Regions from separate parts of the Sus scrofa genome. Here region 2 is linked to region 1. A link is a contact called in public Hi-C data. All regions are on one chromosome and are shown on one strand. The core of a region is the stretch at or near the end of the contact, and the rest is flanking DNA. Distances in the headings are between cores, read along the strand shown. Region 1 overlaps LOC106509843 (a long non-coding RNA gene). Region 2 overlaps LOC106509843 (a long non-coding RNA gene).

The links. A called contact is a pair of places that touch in the nucleus more often than the background predicts.
Region 2: a Hi-C map of omental adipose tissue shows a contact between it and region 1, with 2.0 times the contacts expected there. The contact joins two enhancer-like sites. A contact is called at or near these places in 10 of 47 Hi-C or Micro-C datasets (alveolar macrophages, brain, embryonic fibroblasts and 5 more) and 2 of 2 datasets of contacts at active chromatin or transcription factors (alveolar macrophages and skeletal muscle).

Annotation. Positions count from the first base shown.
Region 1 is chr3:97,429,512-97,432,486 of Sscrofa11.1, forward strand. The region is part of intron 4 of LOC106509843 (a long non-coding RNA gene); the gene reads right to left. Among named protein-coding and RNA genes, the nearest start is that of TRNAI-UAU, 140 kb to the right of the region's middle. Within about 2 kb of position 1,315, at least 27 of the 83 cell types and tissues checked have an H3K27ac peak or open chromatin away from gene starts, as enhancers often do. A contact at or near this core is called in omental adipose tissue and retroperitoneal adipose tissue, where this site is marked.
Region 2 is chr3:97,510,283-97,513,172 of Sscrofa11.1, forward strand. The region is part of intron 2 of LOC106509843 (a long non-coding RNA gene); the gene reads right to left. Among named protein-coding and RNA genes, the nearest start is that of TRNAI-UAU, 56 kb to the right of the region's middle. Within about 2 kb of position 1,454, at least 27 of the 83 cell types and tissues checked have an H3K27ac peak or open chromatin away from gene starts, as enhancers often do. A contact at or near this core is called in omental adipose tissue and retroperitoneal adipose tissue, where this site is marked.

The sequences.
Region 1 (2,975 bases), core at 65-2,564:
TTGGTGGAAACTGAAGTTCAAAATGGAGCATACTCTATTTCTTAGCCTGGGAAAGGAAAAATAAACCCCAAAGAGCGACTCCATTCAAGTGTGCGTTATCTGGCTCATCCTAGCCACGAACTCTCTCTCCTCCCTTCTCCGACCGGGAAGTACTGAGCCTACAAACAGCCCCCATGCCCACCCCTAACCCAGCGTGGGCAGACAATGGGCCAGAAAACCCAGCTCAGCCAAGGCCTCTCCCTGCAGCCCCCAAGAGGCCGTAAGATTGGGAAACACAAGGCTATTTTTAATGTCCTAGTTGCCGACCCACCGCGGCTCTGCGAGCCTGAGAAATGGTATCATTTGTGGGAGGTGGCACTGATTTCTTTTTTAACTTGCTCAGACAAAGCCACATTTTTGCAACTTTCAGAAAAGCCAAAAAGGCCACACTTTCCAAGGGTGACCCCTTCCTGGGCCTGCCCTCCTGCCCCACGGAAGGGCTCGCTCAGGTGTGTCTGGGAAGGCAGCCCCCCCACTGGCATGTGCTGGGCAGGGCCCAGGAAACAGAATAAAGGCCCAGACAGCACCCAGGAGATCCGGTGAACCAGGAAGGAGCAAGACGGGCAGAGACCCGTAGGATCGGAGAGGGGTAGAGTCCTCCACCTGTGAGGGAGGCCCGTGTGCTGGGGGACAGGCAACCACCTCCCCTGGGGGACAGGCAACCATCCCAAAGAGAAAAGGGTGAGAGGTCACACACAGAGGAAATGGTTTCGTGCTAGTCACCCAGCTCCCAAATCCACTGGGGGCAGGGGGCTTTGTGCAGTGGATGTGTCCGGGGGCCAAGAGGGTGCCCCCAGTGGGCCTACCAGGCTGAGGCAGCCCTTGAACTCTGGGCTGAAAGAATCCAACTGTAATAACAGGAGCCCCTCTGTTCTTGGGGCTTCTAAAGGTTTTTGCCATGAGGGCACGACCCCACCTGGGCTCCAGAGGCCTCGCCCTGCCCTCTTCCAGGACAAAGAGATGGAGAAAGATGGATGAAAGCAGAGAGAGGCCCAGGTGGGGCAGAGAAGTAGAGAGAATACAGAAGCCTGAAGATGCAGAGAGACGGAAAAGCCAAAAGTGGGGAAGAGGGAGGAGGTTTTTCTTTGTTGATCCCCAGCCCCAGCTCACAGCTGTCAGGACAGACAGAAGGGTGACCGCTCACGAGGACCAGACTAGAGGGAGGCGAACAGTGGACTGCTTCGTTTCCCCACCTAGCCTGTGGCCCACAGCCTAGAGGTGGGGTGGGAGCCCGGGGGTCTCTGCTCACCGCCTGTGCACCAGCCCCCATGACCCACCGGGAAGCTGACTTCCCCGCCCGGCCCACACTCACTCAGCCCTTCCCTACACGCACTGGCCCTGCGACCTTGAACGGCTCTCTTCATTTCTCAATTCTCTCATCTGCAAAAAGGAGATAATAATAGTACCTCCCTCCCTTGGGCGTTTCGAGGATGAATTTGACAAGGCACGTGTGTGCATGTGCGTGTGTGTAAATGCTTCACACATGCCTGGCACACAGTGAGGGCTTGATAAATAGCAGCTTTAATGCATGTGGCATGTGGTCAATAAATGGTGGCTGTTATTGCTGCGATTCCCGGGGAGAGGCGGGGCTGGGAATGTTGGGAAAGAGAGCAGAGGGCAGGCGGGAGGGGGAGGCAGAGGAAGGAGCCTGGCGGGAAGGGGCCAGAGGAAGGCGATGCAGAGTTAGCAGAACCATATGCCCCAAAGCTGGACGGGCCTTGAGACCACCCTGACTCACCCGTGGCACCCCTGGTGCTGACCCTAAAACGGATACCCAGGGGGTGGGGGTGACGGAGCGGGGCCTTCCTACTGATGGCCACACATCCCAGGTTCCACAGTTCCCCACACTGTGAGCTCAGGTCAGCCTCACACTGAGCCCTCAACACCCCACCCTGGGGATGTCTGCCCTTTGGTGGGACAGTTTGGAAAGCCCAGGCCCCAGAAGAGCAGAACAACAGCCTGAGAGGTCAGCAGGTGACTCAGGGCCCATCCCAGCCCCCAAAGCATTTACGGGAAGCGCAAGAAACCAAGCAGAGTCTGTCATCCTGGCTGATCAGAGAAGCCAGTGCCATGTGAAGAAGGGCGCCCAGCAGCCACTTTAGCTGCCCGGCATTATTGGAGTCTGGTCCTTCTGTCCCGGGAAGCCCAGGTTCTGGGGAGGGGACAGACCTTCAGCCTCTTTACAGCCTTCAAGAAGCACCTCCCCACCACCACCCAAGCTGACCCAGAGCCTGCTCTGCCCGCACAGCTGCCATCTGGGGCCCCAGGCCCAGCCCCCACCTCCCTCCCAGAGAGGGGCCCAGGCAACACCTCCCTGGTCTCGGAGGCAGGCAGAGGAAGCGGAGTCAGACTTTAAGGGCCACGGGAGGGAAATCTGGAGACCTGAGTTGTAACCCTGGCTTGCTCCCTGTACAGAAGAGGCTCACTCTTTCAGAGCTTCATTTGCCTCCCCCAGAAAATGGGAATAATAATGTTTACATGGTGGGCACTTGGTGAGACAATGGCACATATCTCACCACTTACATAACACTCTGACCCGCTCCTTCGTGGGTGGTGAAAAAGAGCGGTTGGGTGTGTGTTAGTTGGCAGCCTAAAGACTGTGGCTTTCGGCAGAGCTGGGTGTTTGCATGCAAACTATTCACTGGGAGGTGGATTAAATCTAGAGGCTGGTCCTTCCAGAATCTTGAGGCTGCATGGGCGGATGAGGGCGCTGGAACCCCATGGCACGTTCCCCTGGACTAAGTTAACGCTCCACACCTCAATTTTCTCAACTGTAAAGGGGGACGATAGGAGTGCCCCAGGCATTTGATGCGATGATTAAATAAAGTAATCCACACGGATCCTTCAGCACAAATGCTCAATGCAAGTGGTCAGTGATGGTAAAGGAAGGGGGACACCTTCTAGGAACTGATGGGGAGAGACTGCCAGGGGGTCTG
Region 2 (2,890 bases), core at 204-2,703, 81 kb after region 1:
ATTTAAAACCAACCACAATGATGAGATTATGACCTTGACACCTAAACTCCACAGCCAGTGAATGAAGTCACATCACAGCACTAGAAATTCAGCCCTATGAGGGCAGCAATTTTTTTGCCCCTTAAACAAAACCCCTTAACCATGTGATCAGCCTTCCTGGATCCTTCCTGGTAGCCATCTACCCAACCCTTATAACACACAGTAAGACAGAAGCCTGTAGCCTCTAATTTCACTTCCTGGCTGGCCTTTGGGTGAGTATGTTGCAGTAACACATGTGGGCATGTCTACAGAGAGCGGATAGTGGATAGCCATATAGCAATTAGTTTAGAAAATGTCTTTATTCCAAATCGAGGAGAACTCCTTAGTACAATGTTCAGAAGTTGTGCCTTTCCTATCCTATTAAAACCCAAGGCTGAAAGTAGAACGACACCTACCACAGCAGTGGCAGAAAGAAGGTTCTTGGCAAGGCCAGCTTCATTAGCAGAATGTACACTGGCTGAGAGCCCCACCCACTACTTTCAGTCTCCAAATAAGCCTGTGGTAAAGCAAACAGCAAAGAGACAGTGCTATGAAACCAGGCGGGCTGAACGCTGTATTCTAAGTCTTGGGAAATTAGAAAAACTAGTTCTTGGGCTTCGAGTCCTAAAAAGAAAGGGAGCGGCTGTCATGGAACCAACTGGGACTCCAAATGGTTTGGAACAAGAGGAGGACTGGAAGAAAGAGTAGAACCCAGATACTGCCTGAGACCATAGAGGGATGGACTGGAACATTCCTTTCTCAATCTCTTGTTGAGGAGGGACGGAAATTAAAAGCAGATGCATACTCTATATTGTCTGAGATTGCTGTGGATGTGACAGCCTAAATGTTCAGAAAACCATATACAGTTCATCTGCACTATAGGTTAGGCTTTTCTCAACACGTCCCTTTTGCTGCCCTTACTAAGTTCTGTGTAAACCTCCCGTCGACAGTGTAGGAGACACAGGGGGGCCCACCTAACCATCTCAGGTGAAGACGCTGGGTCTGGAGCGGGAAGCCCTGTTAGAGCCACACGTCAGGGCAGGGGGCCAGGGCCCGGCCCACTCCCATCCGGGGTCGCCCGGCTGTGCCACGCAATATGTAGTTTGTAGGTTTTGTTTATCCTCTTAAGCTGGCCTTTCCTTGTTTCTAGAAAAAGATAAACACACCCTGAAAACTCATCTGCTGCTCATTAGAGGGGGTAAAAAAGAGACACAGGATTCTGAATTTCATTTTGCAAATGGCCAGAAAGGTGTCCATTGAAATGAATAATTATTTCTGGTTGAGAGGACAGGATACCCTTCTCTAGCACGTCCAAGCCCTTCCTGGGTGCTCTCAGGCCTGAAAGAGCGGGGCTCCTCTCCTCCCTGCCCAGTCTCCCAAGGAAGATCAGAACCCCACGCCTCAGAGCACTACCAGCGTTGGCCTCTGAGCACATGACCAGCGCCATCCAGGCCTCTCCTGCTGGCCCTTGCAGGGCAGTGAGGGCTCTGAAAGGCCCCAGCCAAACCCTGGACTCCGGCGACATCCTCTCTTGGCCCCAGAGGCCAGAAGGGCAGCCGAGGGGAAGCAGAAACAGGCTGTTGGTTTTTCTGCCACTGCTTTGATTTTTTGTTTTTCCAAGAAGAAAACACTCAGCCCCGATCCCGGGGGAAGCGGGGAGGACAGAGCGAAGGCTATTTCTGAGCCTCTGCCTCCCCCAAAGGAAGGGTGTGAACAGTGCAAAAAGAGTCCAGCCCTGGCTTCCTGGAATCGAGCATGTGGGCAGGGTTCTGCAGTTTGCAACGATGCTTTGATGACTTTATCTCATTGGGGGGCCTCACAGTAACCCTGGTGGGTGAGAGTGGAAAGGGGTTGTTACCCCCACTTGACTAGTGAGGAAACCGAAGCTCTGGGGTGGTAACTAACCGCTGAGAAAGAGCCGAAGTTCAGATCCTAGGGCAGGCCCTCTGACTGCAAACCTCCTGCCTCATCCCCACTCCCATGTGCCTCTGGACAGGGGCGATTCACACGCCCGTGCCCAGGCTCTGCAGCCCAGCGTCCCGGACGAGACCTCTCTGAGAGTGATAAGAATCAACACCCTGCCCCAGTCCTGCCACCATGTGACTGCGTGGTCTTGGGCATATTCCTGCTCCCTCCTGGCCCCAGTTTCTTCATTTGCAAGTGGTGATAACAGTCCTTTCTGTGTCCACCTCTATCCATTGATGAGAGGATCGAATAAGACACCCTATGGGAAATGGCTTTGCAAGTTCTAGCATATTCTACCAACACAGGTAGTACTACCTTCATGATGGGAGCGAGCAGAAAGGCTCCCTGCCTCAAATTATCTCCCTGCCCTCCCTTCATTGGCATTCAGCTTCTAGTGAGTCTTTCCTCTTGGTAAAGGGCAGATCCACCTGGAAAGGCACGCATCTCCAACCATTATCAGTCATGAGTTTCACAGAGGAAATGAGTTTATCAGCCACCCAGGGCTTGGAGGGGGGCAGGAGCTAGAGCAGAGGGCGTCCAGTGCCTACCTGAATAAAAGCAGGAGATGGGAGTTCCTGTCGTGGCTCAGTGGAAATGAATCTGACTAGCGTCCATGAGGTTGCAGGTTTGATCTCTGGCCTCGCTCAGTGGGTTAAGGATCTGGCATTGCCATGAGCTGTGGTGTAGGTCGCAGATGCGACTCAGATCCCGCCTTGCTATGGCTGTGGTATAGGGCGGCAGCTACAGCTCTGATTCAACCCCTAGCCTGGGAACCTCCATATGTCATGGGTGTGGCCCTAAAAAGACAAAACAAAACAAACAAACAAAAAAAAACCAAGAGATGGTCACAGGCCTGGGAAGCTTTTTTCAGTTCTGCGCTCTGAGGGTTCTGAGAAAGGGGCGGACT